Regions from separate parts of the Dromaius novaehollandiae genome. Here region 1 is linked to region 2. A link is a contact called in public Hi-C data. All regions are on one chromosome and are shown on one strand. The core of a region is the stretch at or near the end of the contact, and the rest is flanking DNA. Distances in the headings are between cores, read along the strand shown.

Region 1 (6,215 bases), core at 1,495-3,994, 190 kb after region 2:
GCACTTCTGTAAGAGCATGAACATTTCAGTGACCCAAGTAGTTCATGCCTTAAATAGAAGCAGAGCTTAGTCTTGTAGATAGCCTACTTCAAAGGCTTATTTTGATCAGGTGTTTAAGCCTTCTTGGATCCAAGTTATTCATCTGAGATCCAGAAAGAAATCTTAGCTTTTATGTTGGCCTGCCAGCCTTGGTGCTCTGAGATAACTTGATGTTTACAATTACTTAAGCACTAGGTGAAGCAGTTCTTAGCTACAGCATGACTTGCTACAGAGTTCAGTTAATGGTTATGTCCTGTAATCCACATCCTACAAGTTATTTTCCTATTATTTCTCAGCTGAAATTGACTGACAACCTGGACTGAAACATAACGCAATGTTAACTATAATGACAATTTTTGTCACTATATATTGACGTTAAGACACATGCATCTGCAAGGCACCTTTAATGGAGCCATGGTATGCTGAAGCTCTTCATTGACAGACCAATGCAATCTGCATGAAGTAGGAAGTCTGCTGGCAATCTGTTTTCTGCCATTGAGCTCTTTGGTTACACAGATGAAGCCTGGGAAGCCCTCCCTACTCTTGTTTTTGGGTGGCAATACACTGTAGGCAACCTGCAGCTCCCAAGCAGGCAAAAGCCCAGAGCCCCTCAGCCTCCCACAGCAGCTCCGGCCTTGGCCACTGCCATAGGCAGGTGACCAGCTCCCTCTGCTGTCTGCAGCAGACATCAGGAGGGCCCTGTCTTCCTAACCGTACCACTGTAAGGACAGGATTTAGTTAAGCTTTCAGGCATTCAAACTTTCTTGTATTTCACACACATTTATAGGTAGTCACCTGATTTGACTACAGTCAGGACAACACTTAGCCTGCCTTAGATCAGAACCATCTCAGAAAAGAAAGGGATGTTATCTCAAGACACTGTTTTATAGCATTAACATTTTCTCAGAAAAGTCCAAATATTTATTCCTGATTTTTCCTTCTCATCCTGGAGAAGAGGTGGTACAGCTTCCAAGTTCCTGCTATTGCTACCATCACTTCTCATCCACTGCTGAAAACCCTTAAGGAGAGAAGTATTTGGATCAATACCCCATTTATAGTTCAAGCCATGCAATAGAAAGAACAGTCCCCAGCTCTGCTCTCCAGCACAGCTCACTGGTGAATGAGTACCAGCTTACTGGCACTTTCACCATTAACTGGCTCAGTTAGTACACCAAGAAAGGATGCACTGAAGGTAAAGAAATTGCATAAATCCACCTTTTCAACAGGTTTATGATTGTCTGTTGTCACCAGCTTTACATCAATGCAAATTAATTTCTATTGCTTCAGCAGGCAAAAATTCCTATTCCCATAAAACAAGGGTAAAGATCCTTTTCTAGAGAGACTCTCTCTCAAAGCTATCTCAGGCAAGGCAACCAAATAAAGGACTAGTTAGAGTGAATAAGTCTAGCAAAATCCAACCCACCTGTTGACTGCAACAGTTTTTAGGGCCCCCCCACACACACACATATTAAAATACCTACAAGGTATTCTGAATGCTGGAACAGTGCAGAGATACTAAAGTATCTGAAACATCCTAAGCAATGAGGGACACCCTCCATCCCTCAGGTTTTGTCTCACATAAAACAAAGATTTCCTCCTTTCCCTCCCACTCTTTGACTCTGGTCCCAGAGTTGGGGGTGAGAGTCCTCTCCCTCGGGGATATTCAGCTAAATACTCATGCTTCCACCTCCCTCTTTGGCACAGGGAGCAGAAATTGCACCAGGAGAGCATCACAGCTTCAGCGGTTTGCTGGCAGGCACACAGCCTGTAGAACATCATCCAGGGCGTGTGCCCAGGGAGGCAGCCATGGGTTGCCCTGCATGGGGGAAAGCTGCACCGCAGCTCCCTGGGTCCCGACACAACGGCATTGCATAAGAGCAGGGCCACGCACACAGTGGAAGAGCAGGCATCACTGCACCATGTGCTCACAGCCCAACTGAACCAGGAACAAGACACCAAGAACACTGTCCACAACATCTTCTCAGTACTGAGGTGGCTACTGAGAGAAAGGTGCCTCTGGGGATATGAAAAAAGCCAGAGTTAGAGCACTAGGGAGAAGATAAGAGCCAAGCTGAGAGTCATCCCTGGAGTTGAGGCACCTGCAGGCTTGGAGCAGGTGCTCCAGCATCATAATTTCAGGTCCCTCAGTGGCTTTCCCTCCCCCAGCCTGGACAGGGATCAACACCTGCCTCCTCTCCCAGTGCCTATAGCACCTCTCCTCCTTGAGCCCTGCCTATATAGCAAAGGCCTAGGAGACCTCATCACTGAGGACCAGGCAGAGAAGGGCCATCTATACCCTGCCTGTTTGCTTCAGAGCTCAGTCATGAGATCTCTGCCTAGCCAAGCCACTCTCCTGAGACATATGCTAGTTTTCCCAAACATCTAGATAGACTGTTCCTGGGACTGAAGGAGGGTATCACAATTTCCTCCTAGCCCATACCCTCTACCCAAGCACAAGCCAGAAGCTCCTTCTGCAGAGACACCCACTTGCCTTTACAGTGATAAGGAGGCCACAACCCCCCACCTACGCTTTCCCAGGCCTCCCCTCAGGCCCCCTGCTCACCCCAGCTTTGCTCTCGCAGCCCTTGTAAGAAGGCACTAGCCAGTGACTGACCCCAGCCTGCCTTGGGGAGGGCTCCAGCACACCGGGGGTCCAGGAAACACAGGCACAGGTTGGGATCCATGGCCAGACAGGAGCACAGCTTTAGCTGCTCTAGAGCCAAGCACCCCTCCAGCACAGCTCAGGCAAGAAAGGAGGTGCCTGGGCTGAGCTTAAATAGGCTCCTGCGCCCATTGACAGGGGTGTGGGGGCCCCAGGTGAGGCTGGTCAGGGCTGTTAGGGCTCTTACTGCCCTCAGGGCCCTGACAACACTCTCTCTTTCAGAGGGGAAAGAAACAAACTACTGCTGTTTTTCTGAAAGAGTTTGTGATCACGTTAGGAGAGAAAGGGTGGTCTCGCTGGCAAGGCCCTCAGTCATCACTTAGTAAATGTGGGTTCGGTTCCTGGTATTGCTAAAGCCTTCCTGTGTGATCTTGGCAAGTCATGGAACACTTTATGGACACGTTTAATCTAAAATCATGCTCGAGTCTGTTTTTAACATCTTTAAAACATGCTGAACTGTAACCCTCCGCTGTCCCCCCGCTGACTTCTAGCTCTTCTAGTGTTGATGGGAGCTCGGGACGGGAACAAAGACAAAACGCACTTTCTAGGGATTCAGCGACTGGGCCCTCTCATGCCGAGACCATCCTAGGAGGGGACCAGACAGTGGGAACCGTGTTTTGGCAGGGAGGAGAGTGTTGGAAGGTGTCTGTATTTCTAGAGGAGAGCACACGAGCATTGCTTACTTGCTTTTGAAAGCTGCCCATGCTCAGCAGAGGTGGGTATACGGGGCAAAGAAACAGGGAGAGGGAACGCAGTCCTGACAGTGTTTCTTAATAAATGGGGACATCTGTTAAGAACCTTGTTATTTAGACCTTTTTCTGATTTCTAGCCCAAGGCAGGTACTCCTCTGTAAACAGCATGCTTTGCAAAGTTTGTACATCCTCAGTTGTCTCTTCTACTTTCACCACTTCCAGCCAGGGGAAAATCTGGCCATGAGCAGGTATTTCAAGCCTTACATTTAAGCCACAAGACTCTTTTCTTCCCCTTAGCTGTGAAGCCTAACTGCTATGCTAGCTTCTTACTCCCACTGAACAAGTTGCCAGAAAATCCCTCACCCTTTCTATAAAATGTCCCCACTAGTCTGCTTATTACCTTTTGCTTAGCCTAGAGGCAAAGATCTACATTTTGCTCTCCGGTCCCCAGTGTCCTCCCTTCCCTCATTATCCGAGCAGCACGTATGGGAGATAGCACAAAAAGCCCCAGCGCCTCCTCAGAGCCTCAGCCAGCACCGTTTCTAATCCCTTTGAAACCGCTGTGGCAGCCGGCGCCTGACACACGTAATCAGCTCCAGGCCTCATCAAAACATTGTAAACATGATTTACTATTCCCACCACGCACACCTCCCTTCCCCACCCCTCCGCTCAATTATAACCAGCAATAGTTCTTAACAAACGACTCCCATTCCTGCAACTTTGCCATTATCTCATTAATGTGGGACCACCCTCGCACCGGGGTTTTTTCTCTTTGCTTTTAGTCAGGCCCACCTCTCTCGCTTGCTCTGTCTTGTTCTCACATACTTCCCGGTGCTTTTATCATCACGCTGATGATAAAATGCCCATTTTCATCTGCATGAAACAGGAGGATCCAGAAATACAGACTATAAATCCTTCTACACAAACTATCTTCCACTCGGGGCGTGTGTGCGTGCATGTGAGCTTGTTTGCATGTTTTTTCTTCCTGTCTGGAGTGAATGCAGCTGGTATTTTTTGTATCAGCTCTGAAGCAGCTAATATTTTAAATACTGCTTATAAAAAAAAACAAGCACTTTTCTCCTGGCCTCGAAAGTACTACCAAATCTACCGAGTCTCTCACGGTTACCTTTTAAGGAGGTGGATCTGTATATAAACACATGGCTCTTTCGTACAGCACTGCCTTTCTTCTGAAGACCTCGAGATGCTCTATAGGTATATGAGGGGCTCAGGCTGCAAGGTGCTGAGTACTTTGACCTTGCTCCAGCAAAGCACTTATACACATGCTTAACTTTAAACACATGCATAGGGATCCACTGAAATCAACAGGACTGCTCACATGCGTAAGGATAAACATGTAGTTTAAGTGCTCTGCTGGACCGGGGCCAGAGGGCCCAGTGCGTGTCAGGATGGAGTCCTAATTAATTCAGGCTCACAATACCCCTTTGAGGTAACTATTGCTATTAGAGCTGCTCAAAACGTGGAAATGCCATTCCGTGGGAAATTCTGTTATTTGAAAATTTTTGCTAAAGGCTAAGTGAATACGGGCTTTAAATAAAATAAAAGCCTCATTTAAAGCTTTAAATTACAAATGATGTAAATGCGCTCCCCCTCCTTCCCATTGCCCTTCTTCTTCTCTTTGTCCTTAACACAAGATTAATGGGAAATAATGATGTTTGTTACAATGGAAGTAAACCAAGGATAATGTGAAATCCTTGACCATACTTAACCGTTTTGAATCTGTAAGAGTGAACTAAGATTTTGTCAACATATTATCCCTTTCAGACCCAAAACATGTTATAAACATCAGTCTTGCATTTATAACACAGGGGAACTAGAGAGTGATTTACAGAAAATAAGGAGCAAAAAAGATAGGAGGTTGTGGGTTTTAAATTTAAGGTTCTTATATGAACGGGGAAGGCTGTTTTTAAACCATTCATTAGCTTACATGTGGATTATTTACCAGCTGAGAGGCAGATCTGCAAGAGGAGTACCCAGTCTTTTCTCCCCTGAGGTTAAAAAAGTGACCCCAAATACAGCAGTGGTGACATGGGATTGCTTTGAAGCTGAACCTGTAGGTAAAATGATTCAGCGAGGGCTCTGCAAGGCCGGGGTGAATCCACCCTCCCGCGAGCTGGGGGAAGCTCAGGAGAGTTTTGGACACATGCAAGGGAGCGCGGCTGTGACGGACGGGTCACGGAGCTGGACCCGTAGACCTGGGTGCTGCTGCTCTACACTGGACGCCTGGCTTGAAGACCACCACAGAGAGGTGGGATGCATCCCAGAAGCAGCGCCTGACTCCCGTACGAGCAGGGCGCCCATGGGCCCGCTTGCACAAGCCCCACCAAGGGGTCTGTCCCCAGCAGAACTGGGAAATGCCTGGTCTTGCAGCCCCAGAGAGGGCGAGGGGGAGGCACGGCGCAGGGTTGGGGACAGGAGGCAACCAACACGCCTGAGACTCAGTCTTCCTGTTGCAACATGGCCACAAATCATAATGCTGGCATTTCTTCCAGAAACAGCACTGCAGTGGTCCAAAGCCAGGCGGAAAGTGTGAGAGATACTTAGCTTTAGATAACAGAGGAATCAACAGATATTTCTGACAATACTGCAAAGACACAAAATAAGCTAAACACACATTCACCTGCCTTATTTCCCCAGGAATGAGATAAGTTGGATGTTTTAATTAAATACATGCTTTAATGTCTACTGAGTCACGGCTTCTGCTAGGATCAAAACTAGAAACCATTGAAGTCTTTAGGAGTCTTTAGGAAATGCTGGATTTCCCTGTGTAGTATCAGGTAACTCCTCCAGATGATTGGTTTCAA
Region 2 (6,241 bases), core at 1,159-3,658:
AAGTTTCTAAATGGCAAGCTAGCACCATCACTGCTTTTCACCTCAAGTTGGTGACTGTCATTTTAAGTCCTGTCCCACATTTTGTCCTTCACCATCTCTTCTTCTGCTGTACTTGAAATCCAGCCCACTGGGTTCAAAGCTGTAACACTGGTATAAAATTTGTTTTGTGGAGTAAAAGACAAGGCCTGCTAGGAGCGAAGCACTCATGCCATAGGTGAGAATTAAAACTGAAATATAACATAAAGTTGGGAACTTCTTTTTCTTCCTCTTACTTTTATTGCAAAGCTTCGAATGCATAGGAATTTTAAAAAATCTTAGGCTCTAAGTCAATTATCATATGAAAATATTTTGATGATGAATGCAGGTAATATGTTTCCAGGTCTTACAGTTGCAGTGATAAGCTTTTAAACATGGTACAAAGACTCACATGTTAGGAGAGTTAGAAAAACTTCCTTAAAAATAAAATCTAGGTTGACCTTGCAACATTTCTCAATGGTAGGATCAGCAATTTATTTTCTTTGATAAACATCAGTATTTCCTCTCCCAGCAAAAGGGTTTTTATTATTAGGAGAGACCATGAGCTACTGTTAAACTGGCCACCCTATCATTGTCCACTGGTTAGCAGCCTCAAGGAAGCTCTCATTAAGCCATAGAAATTGCGCCTCAGGCCAAGGGCTACCTTCATTCTTAGCAGACCGATTTCTCACACTAGCACCTTGCAGTTCAGTTTTCCCTGCTCTGACAAAACAGTACTATAGTGAGTGTTACTTTACTAGCAACTACCTACTCTATGAAAGTGGGTATTATGGAACCTACGCGCTCTTCACAACTACATCATCAGCCTCTGCAGTCATTTATCCTCGGATCACCTCCTAAGGGGAAAGGAGGTCAGCTGGTCTCTCCAAAAATCTATGACTCCGTGCTTTTAAATTCAGAAACCATCTAAGATAATGAAATAAAAAGGTACATTTGGCTTCCTAGGTCTGCTTATTGCACCTTCAGATAATAGGCAACGCTGACCACAGCAAGGAACTTGTTTTCCTTCATGCCTTTCTGACAGCACTGTCTACACCGGACCAAGCTTTCACACCAGAGCTGTGTCTCTGTCCAGATGCCTCCATCTGGGCTCTATTGCCATTTCACATGGGCCAAAAGATCTTCTCCAAATCAAAAGCCAGTGGTCTGTCCATCCCATCAAGAATGACCGATCATTTCTGTTCAAGCGAAAGTAGGGGAAAATTAGTGTTGCAAGACATACTGCCTTCTGTGAATTGCTAAATGTCACAATCAACTGTAAATTTTATTAGGTGAGTGGAACATAGTGACAGTGTGGTAACAGTAGATGAAGCCTTTTAAATCAAAATCTGTTCTCCTTTATTCAAGTGTCAATTTATCTAGGTTGATCACATTTAAATAGGAGCACTCTTCCAGTTTACAAAAGTGGCAGGAAAATGTTGAATTTGTTCTCTCGTCTTTCCTGGACTCACCATGGAATGAGAACTCACAAAACTGACAAACAGAAACATGACTAATAGAGGAAAAAAACCCACCCAGACCTCATCAGTCATTTATGAAAAAGTGGTTTCTCTGGTCTGCTTCTCTAGCCATTGGTCTTCTGTAAGCTCAACTTTCCCCTTGTCTGCTGATACGTGCACATCACATCCATTACCTGGTTATCCCACAGCATATCCCATCTGGTTTGTCCCCTCACAGTAACAGGGCTAGCTCTCTAAAATGGTCTCCAGAATCTCCTGTTCCCATAACACATGCTGTTGTTGCTCTTGCAATAGAACCTCCCCGGGGCAGTCGGGCCCTCTGCCCCTGCGTGGCCAGCGGCAGGTGGTGGTGAAGGCCAGGGTGGAAGAGCTGTCTGTGTGCCAGCCCAGAGCCACTGGCCCGGGAGCAGGGGGAGGCACCCACCCACCACAGCGCACAGCTTGCCTAGGCCCAGTGCGCTTTGTTTCACTCAGTTCAAAACTGACAGGTAAAAAAATATTAATATACTGCAGATCAAAGGTATTTGAGAAAAGGTCATGGAAACCATACTTCTTTCATGAGGTCTTCTCTAGGAAAAATAAGAAAAGAAAGTTGAGGACTTACTTATGGCCTCAGGATTGAGTGATGCCTCAAAACAAACTCGACTGCTTTATCACTCAGGCTTGCAGATACTTACTCATGGACGTACATCGAACTGCTCCTGCGGAGGTGGCTTCCAAGGGTCTACAGTGGAAGCAGATGTTGCATGCAGATTTCATAACAGACTTTATGGAGTGCTAGATCATTTCAAAAAGATTTATGACCTTTTTTCAGTATTCTTACGATGCAAGCCACTGGTTTACAGGGATCGTTAGGAGTTCTGCCTGAGTAACTTGGACATAAATAGGATCTTGAAGGTATGCCAGGTTTTCCTGTAGTGCAAGCTGGCATAGCTCCATGCAATTTCAAAGAGCTTTTCTGATTTACAACAGCTCACTATCGGGGCCATGGTATTTACTGTGCTTTACAAGGAATATAACTGCAGGGAAAATTGCTCCAGACTGTGTTTCTACAATACCTGCTGCTGGCCATCTGTGCTGTATTCAAGAGTTATTAGGCCCCAGTCTCATCTCACATATACCCACTGCTGACTTGTGTGGGTAATTGCTGGTCTGCACTTTCCTGGGCCAGAAGAGAATCAAGTCCACTGTCTAGACCGTTTACAAACGAAATGCTTCAGGCAGAAGTCTTGCCAGCACTCTGTAGGAGCAAGCCTCAGGGCTCCTAGCTACCCCTTTGTACGTGCACATTCACAGTCCCTTTCATCAGGCAGCTTACAGATCCAGACAGGTTCTTTAGCTGCCCATGCTTAATTAAATACTCTGAGGGTCCAGCTCTGCAAGAAACCATGCTCATTATCCCTCCATAAAAATACACTTATCCTTAGTAAAGTGTTGCCATTATATATTTTTAGAATGTAGGACAATATGAGAAGGCAGAAAATATTAGTCGCTTTATTTGTAATGGTATTTATAAAATCGTAAAGTTCACAAAACCAGCTGCCACCAATGTCACACCAGATCAAAATCATTTAGATTTTACTCAGTGGTGCTGCTGAGGGCTTAGGCAAAGAGGGAGCAACCTGGAATATTATTAAAGAGTGTATCTGAGCTTACAGAGGTAACAACAAATGACTTTTCAGGAATAACCATCTTCCTCAGCTGGAGGCACAAGGTCTTCCCCAGCAGGGCCTTACCTCAGAGGAGAGACCAGGAAGTCCAGTCCAGTCACAGGACATGCTGGAGAAGTACTGGGGAGGTGGAGGATGCAGCGTGAGAGGGAAGTGGAGATGATTCAAATTCTTCTCCTGATTTCCAAAATATTTGCTGGTAACATTGTGTGTTGGAGGAACAAAGTTCCAGATTAGCTGCCAGAGGTGGAAAAGTGAGTGCCACCCCCTGACATGGTGGGCATTTTCTGAGAGGCTGCAGTGACCCTACGAAACAGGCTGCGGTTTGTGTTGGCAGATCCTGAGCAGGCGTTTGGGAGTGTTTTGCTCATATGGTGATTAAACAGACCACCGAAGCCTGGAAATGCTGTCAGAAAAACTGGACACGTGAGGAGAGACAGAGCATAAAAGCAACAGCACTGCCTCATTTTTATACAAGTTATACACTTATTTACATTTCCAAAGCCAGAGCTCGCTGTAATCTGTCTGGAGAAGTCTCTGGTGAGCAGCAGAGTATCGGCAGCAAACCCCTCACACTGCAAGTCCTGAGGGAGCGGCCAAAGGAGGGGTTCGGCTGGGCCAGGGGAGAGGGAAAGAATCAAAAGCTCAGTGTGGGAATAAAGCAAGCTTAATTGCCATCCGACTGTTAAAAGGAGACGTGAGAAAGATGCATAATAACAATAGAGCCAATTAGCTTCCTATTCTACCTGCAGCAGGGACAAAATCCATCTTATCAACCAATTTTTGACATGCAACTTTCATCTAGCAAAGGCTGCAGGGGAATAACCCTGTGTCTTTCTCACACTAGCACGGTACAGTGACAAAAAGCATCACGGGCTCCCTAGGCAGCTCGCTGTGCGCTTGCTATCGGGATTAGCATAGGGATGAGCTAACAGCTCCGCATCTGCTGCAGGCTGGAACTTCTTCCTTATTTTTAATGTGAGTGCCTGTAAAATATGGATCCCCAGAAAGGGAGAGCAAATGCATTCTGGCTTGGTACATTTGATCTCTCTCAGCAGCCAAGCACAGCAGCTCACCTCCGTGCAGGCCAAGGATACTCAGCACAGGCAGACTACGAAGGCCCTGACCCTCACTCACAGCGGGACTCTCCACATCCCACGCGCCTACAGGCTGACGTGAATGTAAGTGCTCCTGGTTTTGCCTATTTCTCCGTCCTGTGATGTAAAAAGGCCCTGTGTAAACAGCAATATCTCACCTCGGGACAACAGGATGAGCGTCAGCATGTGAGTGTGGAGCTAGGGCTCCTCTGCAGACCCGCAGCAGACACTGGTGAGGTGAGCGAGTACGGCCCATGGTCTAGCAGAGAGACTTTGGCGGGGGGCAGCCATCCTTTACTTGTTCTGCTTTCCTTCCCCAGGTTCACTCAAGTCCTACAGGTGCCATTCACAGACTAAGGAAAAAGCCAAGGCAAGCAATGTTCCCTTGGTGGCATGTTAGACGGTACCGGGAGTTAGGCTCTCGGCAACCATTTCATAACTGGCATAAAAACACTGTTAAGGAAAGGTCAAAAGCAACCCAAGTAGCAGCATCATAAAGAATATTAGTAAATTCCAGCAGTCTGGATCAGCAAGCTCTCCATGTGGGGTTAGGATGTATAAGGTAATTAACACAGTCAGGATGCTAATACTGTGTGACCCACACCTGTAGAGAAGCACCCTGGCCTGATAGAGAGTAGGACATTCTTATAATGCCAAGAAAGATGATTTTTTGTTTTACAAAAATGTCTATCTTTATAATAGGTGCATAAGTTCCTGGTCCAGGAAAAAAAGGTAGAAGTGATCACATGTCTGGGCAGAGATGAGAACAGAAGCAACCCAAGCAGTTTCCCATATCAGCATAACATTTCTTAAGAGCTTCCTGACATCTTCCACTCACCTGCCTCCCCTTCGTGCCACTTCTCCAAGGTTGGATGGGAAATGTGATATGATGTAAAGACCCTCTTACATCCTTTCTTTAATCACCCTGTTGACTTACTGGTTGAAGCTTTCTGCTGGATCCTTTTCTTCTGTTTGCTCACCCTTTGCTGCACAAGCCTGTATCGGCAGAGGTGGGCTGTTTTCGTGTCGAGAGGCTGCAGGGCCTCTGAGCCTCCTCTGGCTGCTTGGCAGGTTCCCTTGACACCCTGCCCGGGGTGGAGTGTGCGCCTGATGCCGTTTTAGGCACCTCACAGCTCTTTTCAAGCAATGCACAGATGTGTTCATGTGCATTCCCATGGATCTGCTGACTGGGGCTAGGAGCATCAAACGAGATGAACATATGGCACGGCAACACTTCAAAGAGTTGAGAGTTTCCCCTGAAGCATCTGGTGTATCTACTGCAAAACCACTATCAGTTCTGAAAATCAGGGCATAAGCCAATGGGCAGAGACCACAAGGAAGTCTCGCACTGACTTCAGAGGGAGTTGTATTCACCTTTAACGCACAGGCAACACAATTTAATTACAACTTTATTAAGTTGTAGTCTGGTTCTCTAGTATTTATTCAAATAACTGCAAGCTATTAATTCACTAGGGCTGAGTATAACTGAGTATACTTGATTTTGTATCCCTCAGGTATGTTTTCTAGATGAACAAAATTAAGACAGTGATGTTTAAAGGCAGTTTGGTTGCTGCTGCAGCCAAGGGGCTGCCTGTGCTGCCTGTTGCAGAGAAATGCAGCGGCTTTGCTCATGTAGACAGCTGGTCTGAACTCATATGCTTACAGCATTGTATATTCAGCTTGGCTGAGCTTTTCCTCTGTCTTCCTTTTTTTTAAAAAACTTTTCTCCAGAGTCATCAACTTAGTCCCATTAGGGTATTTGTCAGCCCTCCAAGCACTAAATATTGTAGTGGTTTCACAACAAACAAGGGAAAACACTGTCAGCCAAGCAGCCACCCACTTGGCTGAGATTCTCGGCTCAACCTGGGCTTTAGCTAAGGATTTCAATGGGAGCTTTGTGGCTAAATCTCCCAGGCAAACACAGGCACACTGCACTGCGCTCCCCGCTTCAGCACCGCACAATTACCACATCCGTCAC

The links. A called contact is a pair of places that touch in the nucleus more often than the background predicts.
Region 1: a Hi-C map of brain shows a contact between it and region 2, with 1.9 times the contacts expected there. The contact joins the promoter of OTOS here to the enhancer-like site in region 2. A contact is called at or near these places in 2 of 4 Hi-C or Micro-C datasets (brain and ovary).

What each region holds. Positions count from the first base shown.
Region 1 is chr9:25,705,176-25,711,390 of bDroNov1.hap1, forward strand. OTOS (otospiralin) reads right to left here and starts at 2,745. Exons shown (of 4, transcript XM_026109727.2): 1 at 2,654-2,745. LOC135329180 (a long non-coding RNA gene) reads right to left here. Exons shown (of 3, transcript XR_010390523.1): 3 at 5,754-6,215.
Region 2 is chr9:25,516,158-25,522,398 of bDroNov1.hap1, forward strand. No RefSeq gene overlaps it. Among named protein-coding and RNA genes, the nearest start is that of GPR55, 130 kb to the left of the region's middle. Within about 2 kb of position 2,409, at least 1 of the 2 cell types and tissues checked has open chromatin away from gene starts, as enhancers often do.